4 separate regions of the Mus musculus genome follow, and regions 1, 3 and 4 are each linked to region 2. The links are chromatin contacts, called in public ChIA-PET and promoter capture Hi-C maps. All regions are on one chromosome and are shown on one strand. Each heading gives the region's core, a stretch centred on a gene start, on an enhancer-like site or on the middle of the called end of the contact. The rest is flanking DNA. Distances are from core to core; before and after follow the strand shown.

The links. Promoter capture Hi-C pulls out the DNA fragments that hold promoters and counts their contacts. ChIA-PET counts read pairs in DNA pulled down with a chosen protein or histone mark. Capture Hi-C pulls out chosen DNA fragments and counts their contacts.
Region 1: a contact with region 2 is called in an RNA polymerase II ChIA-PET map of memory CD8 T cells, with 19 read pairs. The contact joins the enhancer-like site here to the promoter of Scaf1 in region 2. A contact is called at or near these places in 5 of 39 promoter capture datasets (cranial neural crest, liver, maxillary cranial neural crest and 1 more), 3 of 115 datasets of contacts at active chromatin or transcription factors (bone marrow-derived macrophages, embryonic forebrain and memory CD8 T cells) and 3 of 9 other capture datasets (adipose tissue, liver and pancreatic islet).
Region 3: a contact with region 2 is called in a promoter capture Hi-C map of neutrophils, with 2.7 times the contacts expected there. The contact joins the promoter of Emp3 here to the promoter of Scaf1 in region 2. A contact is called at or near these places in 5 of 39 promoter capture datasets (erythroid cells, liver, neutrophils and 1 more), 2 of 484 Hi-C or Micro-C datasets (CD8 T cells and uterus), 1 of 115 datasets of contacts at active chromatin or transcription factors (memory CD8 T cells) and 2 of 9 other capture datasets (adipose tissue and liver).
Region 4: a contact with region 2 is called in a promoter capture Hi-C map of adipose tissue, with 3 times the contacts expected there. The contact joins the promoter of 0610005C13Rik here to the promoter of Scaf1 in region 2. A contact is called at or near these places in 11 of 39 promoter capture datasets (the C10 cell line, the HPC-7 cell line, cranial neural crest and 7 more), 2 of 484 Hi-C or Micro-C datasets (B cells and natural killer cells), 3 of 115 datasets of contacts at active chromatin or transcription factors (astrocytes, bone marrow-derived dendritic cells and embryonic forebrain) and 4 of 9 other capture datasets (adipose tissue, liver, macrophages and 1 more).

What each region holds. Positions count from the first base shown.
Region 1 is chr7:45,799,335-45,802,034 of GRCm38.p6, reverse strand. Lmtk3 (lemur tyrosine kinase 3) reads right to left here. Exons shown (of 15, transcript NM_001290990.2): 13 at 1,464-1,599; 14 at 986-1,123. Among named protein-coding and RNA genes, the nearest start is that of Cyth2, 14 kb to the left of the region's middle. Within about 2 kb of position 1,349, at least 142 of the 459 cell types and tissues checked have an H3K27ac peak or open chromatin away from gene starts, as enhancers often do. A contact at or near this core is called in adipose tissue, bone marrow-derived macrophages and memory CD8 T cells, where this site is marked.
Region 2 is chr7:45,014,804-45,017,503 of GRCm38.p6, reverse strand. Scaf1 (SR-related CTD-associated factor 1) reads left to right here and starts at 1,255. Exons shown (of 11, transcript NM_001008422.1): 1 at 1,255-1,424.
Region 3 is chr7:45,920,152-45,922,851 of GRCm38.p6, reverse strand. It overlaps Emp3 (epithelial membrane protein 3), which reads left to right and starts at 1,426. Exons shown (of 5, transcript NM_010129.2): 1 at 1,426-1,610; 2 at 2,448-2,563. The coding sequence starts at 2,486.
Region 4 is chr7:45,573,840-45,576,539 of GRCm38.p6, reverse strand. 0610005C13Rik (RIKEN cDNA 0610005C13 gene) reads left to right here and starts at 1,364. Exons shown (of 5, transcript NR_038166.1): 1 at 1,364-1,413; 2 at 1,763-1,932; 3 at 2,018-2,127. It overlaps Bcat2 (branched chain aminotransferase 2, mitochondrial), which reads right to left. Exons shown (of 11, transcript NM_009737.3): 2 at 1,035-1,109; 3 at 538-741.

The sequences.
Region 1 (2,700 bases), core at 100-2,599, 780 kb before region 2:
GTGAGTGAGTTGAGTGTGAGCGTGTGTGTGTGTGAGTGTGTGTATGTGCGTGTGTGTGTGGTGTGTGTGTGTGTGACTGTGTGTGTGCGAGTGTGTGAGTGTATGACTGCGTGTGCGTGAGTGTGTGTGTGCGTGTGTGTGAGTGTGAGTGTGTGTGCGTGTGTGTGAGTGTGTGCGTGTGTGTGTGTGTGTGACTCTGTGTGTGTGTGTGTGTGTGTGTGTGTGTGTGTGTGTAGGGGGGATTATGCCACTTATACCCTCATAACACTCAGGATCAGGATCCATTCTCATTCCCATTCTACAGATGAGGATGCTAAGGCAGAAAGGGACACTGACTGGCCAACGTCACACAACTGAAAAAAGGCAGGGTTAATCCTGAAACTCAGAGGATCTGGGGAACTAACAGCTCCTTCCCCACATCCTGGGCGTTCAGCATGGTGGCCAGCAGGGGGCAGGAGAGAACTGATTTTCCATCTGCACAAGGACCCAATAGACGCGTACCACGAGAGGGCAGCACCCAGGGCCAGCAGCCGGGCCGGAATTATGGCTCTATGCTCCTTTCTAAGTGCCTCAGTTCTTTCCGTAAAAACCGTGGGACTAAAATCCACTGCAAGGATCGCAGTGAAATTGAGCGAGTAGCAATGTGTCAGGTCACTGTGAGCTCGCTGCTGTGATTCCTGTTCTCTGGGTGTCTGCCATATCCCCTGGCTTTAAGTGCCCTTGGAGAGGATATGGAGATCCACCAAGGTATCCGAGCTCAGAAATGGGAAAGATGGACAAGGGAGTGTGTACTTAAGGATCCTTGAAGAAGCAACTGAGGGTCAGAGACCGGTGTAACTGTCCAAGGCTGTGAATGGGAACCAACTGGTCTTAGCTGAGAGATGTCAATGTGACTGAGTGGGTGAATGGAAGAGAGAGAGAGAAGCGAGGTAAGGGAGGGCAGGTTGGGGAGGGGTGGGATAGGGTCCTGCTGGAAGCACTGTACCTGCGGGCCGGGCGTCGGGAGCCCGGGCGGGAGGCCCCGGGGTCTCCAGTGCAGGTGAGACGGAGAAGCGGGAGAAGCACAGGGGGGGGCCTGGCGGGGGGAGGAGGGGGAAATCCTCCGCCCACTCGAAACTGCCGCCTAGGGAGAAAGTGAACTAGACTTATACACCAGCTTAGCAGACCAGCACAAGGCCGCCTTTAGCCCTACCCTCCAGCAAGGCTCCATCCCTCCTCCCACTTCAGATACCTTTCCGCCCCCACCCGCCTCAACCAGCCCTTGCCTTCCTGAGCTCCGCCCAGGCCCCTCGGTACAGCTCCAGCCTACAAAGAGTGGATGGGTTCCTAGATTCAATCCTTCTCTTCCAGGTCACCCTTAGCCCTGCCCTTCCCACATGACACGCCCATTGCATAATAAGGCCACTCCCTCCACTCCCAAGCCCCGCCCTCCCGCAGCCCAAATCTTGGGTTCCGCCCCTCACCAAAGCCGCTGTCGCTGTTGGGAAACCCATCTCCTGGGGTGGTGGGGTGGGGAGGCGTCGGGGGCGCTGGGGGAGTTGATGGCTCCGTGTCCCCCTCGGGGGTGCCCTGGACGCTCAACTCGTTGGTTGGAGTCTCCTGTGAAAACAAGAGAAAAAGAATAGGAAACGTATTGTCACACCCAACCACGGCATCTCAATAATTAAATAAAACCCAACGATATTGCTGGGGCTTTCAGTACCCCATTTTGTAATTGCTGATGTATTGTATGGAGAAGTTAATGGAACTTTCATCTGCCTTCAAAAGTTCCTACAAGCTCTAATCTCACCCTGGTCTTTGTTCCTTACCTAACTATAAAGCCCCACCCAGCTCAGGAATTCCTAAATTCAGCGAGCAAGACGCTGTTCTAAACCCCGCAGCACCACCTCCAAGATCTTGGCGGCAGAGATCCAAACCTATGTCTTGGAGCTAACAGCCTGGTCCTGTAGCCTCCCAACCTCTAACTCCAGCCACGCACCAAGGGACAATTATCCCAGTCCCACTCAAACTCTCAAAGTCCCACCTTGAGTCTGGCAAGGTGGGGACCCCCTTAATTCCAGCGCTCAGGAGACAGGGTCAGGTGGGTCTCTTAAGTTTGAGACCAGCCTGGTGTACAAAGTGAGTTCCAGGACAGTTAGGGTTATACAGAGAAACCAAGATGCACATGGGTCTCCGAGTTCTAGGCCACCCTTCTCTACAAAGTTCCAGGACAGCCAGAGCTATACAAAGAAATCCTGTCTCAAACAAACAAACAAAATTGAAAAGTCCCATTTGGGCCAGGCAGTGGTAGCGCACGCCTTTAATCCCAGCATTTGGGAGGCAGAGGCAGGCGGATTTCTGAGTTCGAGGCCAGCCTGGTCTACAAAGTGAGTTCCAGGATAGCCAGGGCTATACAGAGAAACCCTGTCTCAAAAAAAAAAAAAAAAAAAAAGTCCCATCCCATTTTGGAATCCTTTGGTCTCATGACTCTGAACACTGCACCTGACCCTGTTTTCAACTATCTCACAACCTGGCCTCAAACAGTCTCACCCCAGGTTTACATAGCAAGGCTCAGGCAATAAACCTCTTTTTTTTTTTTTAAATATGGGGATTTCAGGTCCAGATGACTTTGGTAAGTTGATTATTTGTCTGTTTGAGACAGAGTTTCGGTATGTAGCTCTAGCTGCCCTGAACTATTCAGATTACATTAATTATAGATTG
Region 2 (2,700 bases), core at 6-2,505:
GCTTCGTTCTAGAGGCTGGCGTCTCGGCCTGTCTATGGACTTAGGCTTCCGGTTCCCGCTGTCCCAGCCAAACGGAAGATAGACTGGGAGGGGAGCTGGGGCCCTGGAGGGGGACAGCAGGGTAACTGGGCAGGACGGGCTGTGAGATCACCACATTCCTAATCCATGAGCCAGTTCATCCTAGTCGGGAAGTCCGGGTCTAGAAGGGCCGACAGCCAGGATTTCTGGGCTTTGGAAGGATGCGGTTGATAGCTCAGACACTGGTTCCTACGAGAGTATTGAGTTAGAGACTTAGATTTCTCCGGTCCGACTCCGGTCCAGGGGGTCGGGAGGGGCTCCTTACTACTACTGGGAAAGCTGGGAGTCTGGACTCATGGGGCCAAAGGATGGAGAGTCTGGGGACCCAGAATTCTGAGTTCGAGGGCATGAGTGCTCCGGGAGGGTTGTGGAAGAATTTAGCACTTACATTTATGTAAGATATGGTATTGACGTCCTGAAAGGGAAGAGGATTGAAATTCCAGAGTCCCAAGGAAGAGGGAAATGAGTCTTCACTCATCTGCTCTGAACCAGAAGACTCAGAGTTTGGATTTTCCTGTCCTGAGTAAAGGAGCTCTGGTTTGACTCCTGAGTTCTGAATTTAATGGAGATTATTTTAAGTTAAAGCCTATTCTGGACATCTTAGAATGAACTTATCTCAAAACAAACAAACGAAAAGAGGACTATAGATATAGTTTAGTGATAACATAGAACGTTTGTCTACCATGTATGAGCATTTAAATTCAATCTCTAGTTCCCCCCCCCCAATAAATAATTTTAGAAGCTGGGCATGATAACTGACGAGTCCCAGCACTGGGGAAACAGAAGCAGAAAGACAGCAGCAAGTTCCAAGCCCGTCTGAGATACATAAGACAGCGTCTCAAAAAAATCTTCTTAGGATTTATAGGAGAAAAAAATTAGAAGGGTTTCATATTCAGAAAGGACGACCATGGGCGGGGTAGCGTCCATCTTAATTGAACTACAATTCCCATGGATCTCAACAACGGAGCGCCTTTTTTACATCACTTCCTGATCCGCCGCCTTTTTCCCCGCGCACGCAGGACACTGAGGGGGGTCGTACCGCGCGCTCCAGCAGCCCCGCCCACTTCACCTCTCACCCCGTACACTGTCCCCCGCGTGACGGAGTCTTCACACGGACTACATCTCCCGGCATCCAGCGCGCGCACTCCACCTCCATGTGACGCATTGATTTCTGGGAAACGGAGTCGCCTCCGGTGCTGCCGGCCTTTCGGAAACCCAGCTGGGTACTTGAAATCCCGGCAAGCGCCGCGGCAATTTGGTTCCGCCCTTCCCCAGCTCAAATCGCGAGCCCCGCCCCATTCCGCCCCGCCCCGCGCCGGGACCGGAGCCGCAGCCCGAGCGGCGGGGTAAGATGGCGGCGGCGGTCCGGGCCGCGGGGCTCGGGCCTATCGGGGTGGGCGGGGCGGAGTCGGGTCGCTAGTCGTCTCCGAGTGTCGCCCGTATGCCACGGGGCCTGGAGAGCGTAGCGTGGCACCTTCGGACCCGGCTGCAGCGGCCAAGGCAGTCTCTGAGTAGGGGGCCTTCTTAGGGCCCCGGACGCGCCCGTGGGTGCCAGAGGGCTTTCGTATGGCCTGGACCGCGACTAGGCCGGCCCTCCTTCCCATTGCTGAGCCTGGACACGTCTGCAGGCGCCGTAGATGGTTTTTATGTGCGACCGTAGGCTAGGGTCTGTTGAGAGGCTTTTGGGGCCATCTTGAGATCTTCACTCCCCCAGGAGTTAAGGGGGTCTGCAGAGTCACCTAGTTCACTGGGGTGTATTTGTTAGGGCTGGGAAGTCTCTCCTCATGCTGGCCTCTGCATTCGGCTCATCTACATGGATCTGGGACCATTTATGAGGCCTGGAAGCTCTCTTCAAGGACTAGGAAGTGTTAAGGTCCACCTGGAAGAAAGAGATGTACTCCCACCTAGGGAGAGGGAAGCAAGCTTTGTGATGTGCCCAGAGGCATAAATGAGTCGCTAAGGTCTGGGAAGTGTTTTATGTGGGGGTGACTCGGAGATAGGGGTGGGTGGGGTAGGGTGGGGTAGTTTGAAGGAACTAGAATCGTCCAATGATTGCAAGAATACAGTCTATGTCTTGGAGGAAATTCAAGTGCTTTTGAAGAGTAGATAAATGTGTAGAGAATAATAACAGAAAACGCTGGGAATTTTATCCAGCTCAAATGTACTTGCCTTTCAGAAAGTAATTAAAAAGAAAATGGTTTCAAACAAAAAAGAACCTGTGTTGTCCCCATGCTGAGGAGTTAGAATCATTCCTGAGGGTCTGTAGAGCTGTCTGGGATCATCTAGTGCAGTGCTCTGCAACTTGACCTTGATAGGAAGGGAAAAAATGCATTATTCGATGAGATTAAGTGCATGCCAACATATGTATTTTACTAATATTACTCCAGTCCTGCAAACTCATGGTTCCATTTGAAACTTGGAAAGTATTTTCCATTATGTTTTATGTACTTTGTGTAATGAGCTGTTTGTGAATCACTAAATTGCTCCCAGAGCCCTGTAATTGAGGGATCACCGATCTCACATGGTCTGCAGAGCCTTACAAGGTCTATGGTTTTGGGGATCTCCAAATCTGCAGCCAGGATCTCTTGGTACAATTTCTTTTCTGTGACAGTCAGTGCTTTG
Region 3 (2,700 bases), core at 177-2,676, 910 kb before region 2:
TTCTCAGCCAGTGGAGCTTCCTTGCTCCTGGTCCACACTCCTCCCAGGCCTGGGATGCAGCCTCCTGTCCCTGCAATCATGGAGAAGTACAAGCTTCCATCCCAGCCCCCCAATTTTGTCCTCAGTGACCCACTCTCTACTCTCTCCAGGGTCAGAGTTAGACTTCCCCTTGTTTCTGTCCCCCTCCTCCATCCATCCTCATTTAAGATTCCAAACTTTAGCTTCCGGACGCACTGGCCTCAAGTCTTTGCCCTTTCTCCAATTACTAGAGCCAGAGTTCCCTCGACTCCACTCGGGGCTCCAAAGCCCGCTCTAAGTTGTACAGTATTACCAGGCACTGCTCTAGATCTAAGCTAGCCGCGATGCTATCCCTCTTTTACAGATGAAGGAAAATAGTGGAGACGTCATCAGTAACGCCTATGGTCACACTGCCAATGGATGCTGCAGAGGCTGTGCTGTGTGGTACCCAGCTCCCAGTCTCGCAATCCCCAAGCCAGCTGGTCACTCACCCCTGCAGGCTTAGGTCATCACACCCAGCTCTAGCACCATCATCCAGATCCCCAGCCCTAACTTCATCAGTCCTAGTTCATCACCCACAGCCCCTAACTCTGAGAATAAATGATAGTTCACACTATAACCCTGGGACTAGAGTGCTGTGAGAATTCTAATGGCCTCCCACAGCACTTACAGTAAAATCCTGATTCCTCCATGACTTCCAAGTGAATCCTCTGCTGTCCCGCTCACCACACCCTACGCTCTCTGTGCTCCAGACACACTGGCCATTCTGTCTGCTCTCCAAACGGCCAGCGTTTCTTCTCAAAGCTTGGGACATTTTCTCCCTAGTATCCAAATGACTCAGGTCAAATAGCACCTCCTCCAAGAAGCTTTCCAGGATTATCCTTTTTAAATTAGCATCTGCCCACCTAGTCATTATTGCCATCCGTCTATTTTCTTTATTGACTGTGTATTATACCCACTATATAGATTAGCAAACTGAGGCCCAAGTAAGTGAAATAATCTATCCCAGGCCACACAACCATGGAATGGCAACATTGGCATTCTTTAAAGCTATATCCTGCTCCTTCCCGTAATTTCATACTTTTTGTCCTGCCATGAGCCAGCCCAAAGTTTGATCTGTGTCACAGGATCTGGCCTTCTACAGATTCTTGTGTCATCTACTCTGCCCCAAACTTCATCAAAGAGAGCAGGCATCCAGTCCAAGAAGGTAACATGCTCCACCCCAGGGCCTCAAGGACTTCTCATCTGAGCCCTGAAAGGAGGTCCCAGAACATGCCTTCTGTGTGACTGGGTGGGCAGAGAATAAGGAACCAAGATTTCGTGCCCTCCCCTGACTGGAGACCTCAGCTGGGCGAGGCTAAAGTGGATATAAAAGGGTTGGTATATATTGAGAGTCGAGAGAAGCAGAAAACCACCAGAGGAGAGAGAGAAAGGGAGGGAGGGAGAAGGCAGACGGAGAAGGGTGGGTATTAAAGGGTGGGAGGAAGGCGGTGAGGGAGGCGGGGGCCTCAGAGTGGAAGGAGGGAGCAGAAGGGCGGGGCAAGAGGCCCAACGAGGACAGACTCCAACTCTGACTTCTTCAGCAACTCTCGGTAAGTTTTTCAATCCGTTATTCAGATGGGGCTTTATTTACTGGGCGGCATGGCACCATGGGCGGGGCACCTTAGGCAGGAAGAGACCCTCCACTCTTAGCTCCAGAGGAGACTGGTAATTGAAGAACTGATCTCTCAGCCTTTGTAGTGGGAATACAGGAGAGCTTAGAGCTGTCTATGAGACTTGTCCCAACAGAGCCCACCATGAAGAATGTCCTGTGGCTTCTCCCTGGGGTCTTCCACTCCCTTCTTAGATGAAGGGGTGCAGGAGGGCTCCCAGGGCTGGCTGAGTTCTCTGGACACTGAAGGGTGGTAGGAGGTGGTCTCTCCACTCAGACCACACCCTCCCTGCTGCAAATCCACCTCCCTGAGTGTCTAGAGCCGGGGTCTGCAGTCAGGTCGGGTGAGGACCAGAGACTCAGCCAGAGGCTGGCATTTCCCTGGTGTTGGAGGGAGGGGGGATGAGTCACTCGTGACTCACTCCAGGAGAAAGAAGAGAGTCAGTGAGTCAAGGATGCCTGTCCCGGGGGCAATTCCTGCTCCTGATGGTTCATATGGAGACCCACACGGCCCAGGGACAGAGTGTTGAAGATGCACCAGCTCACTGTTAGTCCTGCCCGTTCCTCTGTCTCCCAAAAGTCCATCTAGGACAGTCTCTGCCCGCCTCCAAGAGCAGGAGTCCCCTGGCTTGCCCTTCTCCCCAGGGAGGAACTGCTCGGCCTACTCCCCTTCTCCCTCACACCAGAGACTTCCCTACCTCCCTGGCCCTCCTCTCTGATTTAGAAAGCCATTCTCCAGCCCTCCTCCCCTAGGATTGAGTGCTCCCACCCTTTGCAGGCTTGCCTCTCCTGCCCTGAGCCAGACATCTGGCAGCCATGTCACTCCTCCTGTTGGTGGTCTCTGCCCTCCACATCCTCATTCTTGTCTTGCTTTTTGTGGCCACTTTGGACAAGGTAAGTTTCCAGCTCACTGGGAACCCCAGATATAGCCCATCTCTAAGACCCCACCTACCTGCCTCTGCTTCCCTTCCTCCCTACCTCTGTGCCTCCTCCTCCCCACTCCTCCCCTTCCCTACTCTTACTTCTGCGTG
Region 4 (2,700 bases), core at 115-2,614, 560 kb before region 2:
TGAAGACGACAAGACTCCCTAAGGATTGTCACAGGAAAATCATTGCTAGGCCCTAAGACTCCAGCTAAAGGTCTCACTCTGGAGTCCTGGCTAGACTCAAAACTGTGCAGTCCTCCTGCCTCAACCTCCTGAGTGTTGTAATTGCATCACCTCCCACGGGGCCTGAGAGAGCTCTGACTGTATCCAGGCTGGCCTGTTCCTGTTCAGACTTCTCATCTCCTCTGTGGCCCTGTTGTCATCCTAAGCCATCCTCTGCCACACTGAGACCCCACAGGTCTGCTGAACTAGCTCTCCTATCGGTGTAAGATGCCCCCTCTATGTTTCTAATCTTTGCTGGGAGAACCCCACTCTCTTTCAGAGCAGAGTCCCAACAAAGCAGGAACTGACTGTCACCTCCTCTGTGTCCCAGAACACAGGTGATCTCAGGAAGAGATGACAGAGGAAGAAATGTGCGAAGCACCCAGACGGCTGAACCCAGTCAGGAAAAAGCAGAGTGGACTCACGCAGCAGGGTGGGGACGGAAGCAGCTAGTCCTACCTGCAGAGAGTAGTGCAGACCAGAGCAGGCTGGGTGTAGCGTGAGGTTCTGGAAGGGCTGGATCCTTGGTGGGCCCCATCCAGCCTTGTTATTCCACTCCACCATCAGCATGTGGTCTGTGAAGGTCTTCCCAAACAGCAGTGCCTGGCTAGGGGCTGGCTTCTTCTGTGGTTCTTTGGTCATCTGAATCTGGAGGTCTGCAGCCTGAGAGAAAGAAATAAAACAAAACAACAAGAAACAAAACAAAACAAAACAAAACAAAACAAAAAAACAGCACCTCAGGGGCCTGACGTCGCCAACCTGAGAGACTACAGCTTCCATGGGGCCCAAAAAAAGAAGCAGGTACCCAAGAAATACAGTGTTAGCTCTTCACAGCACCCAGGAGCAGACAGCTAGACGACCTCTGAGAGATGCCTACATGCAGATAGATCCTGTCCTCCCTCAAACACGGGGGCACACACCGGGCTTTTCCCTTAGACCCAGGGTTCTCCTTTTACCTTGAATATGGAGGACACACATCTTTTGGACCCACATAGAAGCCAGGGAACAGGCAGAAGCTTTCGGGCCCAGACCTAGGGTGGAGAGAGAAATAAATGTGACCAGGGCAAGAGCCAGAAAGAGCAGAGGTCCTGGCACCTGTCTGGCTTGGGAGGCCCCTGAGGTTGGCTCTGTCACAGTCTCAGTGCATTCTAGACAGCCTGTGCTCTGCCCAAGTCCCCACCGGGATGCCTATCCCTAGAAAACTAAAGTCAGCTCCAGCCCCTCCACCATCCACCATGCAGGGCAAAGTCGACAGAGGCGTGCCTCCCTACTAGAGAACTTTGGCCGCAGCTTGTAGACAGCTTAGACGGGACAACGACCAGGGACAGCGAGCAGGTAAGGGAACACTCCTGGCTTGGGGTGAGGGGGCACAAAAACTGACAAGAGTTAGAAAAGAATAGGTCCTGTTTCTCCTAGAATTCATCAGCCCAGACCTCAGATCTCCTCCCTCAGACCCTGGGAACCGGGCTCCTTGACCCTCCTCCCTCAGACTCAGGAGTAATGGCCCATGAACTTCTCTATCAAACCCAGAGCTCCAGACCTCCTCCCTCCGACCCAGAGGTCCTCCCTAACCTTCCTCCCTCAGACCCAGAGGTCCTCCTTAACCTTCTTCCCTCAGAACCACAACTACAACACTCCAACACGCTTCCCTCAGACAGGAGCCCTAAGGCTTATTACTCTTTAGGAGTATCAGTCAGCTGGTTGCTGCCGCTGCTACAACCGACCCAGCCACAGCTGGAATACCCTCAACCTGGGCAGTGACTACTGTGCTCTACACAGTCAGCGGCTGAAGGGCAGTCTCGTGCCAGCCATTGAAAATGCTCAAGGCACACATCCCTGCTGACCTTCCCCAAGGTGAGCATGGAATTCAGGGCTGGTTGTGCACAGGGGGGGAGGGGGGACGTGTCCTGGTATTTTGGTGTCATGCTTTTCTCTGCAGACCATGGAGAGGCAGCTGAGTCCTTAGTTTGAGGAAGACAGGATAACAGCCTGTTCCCGCTGCTAGAGGCCAGTGAGATGGAGAGGCTTGCAGAGGTCACTGATCAATGGGTGAGTCTCAAATGTCGTATGGATAAGTCTGGGCCAGGACATGGGTTTGTTTCCTTCCTTCCTTCCTTCCTTCCTTCCTTCCTTCCTTCCTTCCTTCCTTTTTTGGAGGGGAGAGGGCTTAAGACAGGGTCTAAGTTGCCCACTGACCTCAAACACACTCTATAGCCCAGTGCGTGAAGTTAGGATCTTCCTGCCTCAGAGCCTGCACCAGAGAGAGTGACAGGCACGTGTGCCACCACACCTGGCTCAGATAAGATCTCTCTACGTGTGTTGACATGTGCACACACCACGTGACGGCATGTATGTGCATCTGTGCGTGTCTGTGGAGGTCAAACTCAGATGTCATTCCTCGGGTGACTTCCACCCGTTTTTTTTTTGTTTGTTTGTTTGTTTGTTCTGAGACAGGGTCTTACTATGTAGCCCTGGCTATACTGCAACTCACTGTGTAGACAAAGCCAACGGCCTTGATCTCAGAGAGCCTTCTGTCTCTGCCTCCCTAGTTAAATGTATGTGACCGTAGCTCCAGCCCATCCTGTCTTGAGGCAGGGACTCTGATCAGGTCCTGGAGCTTGC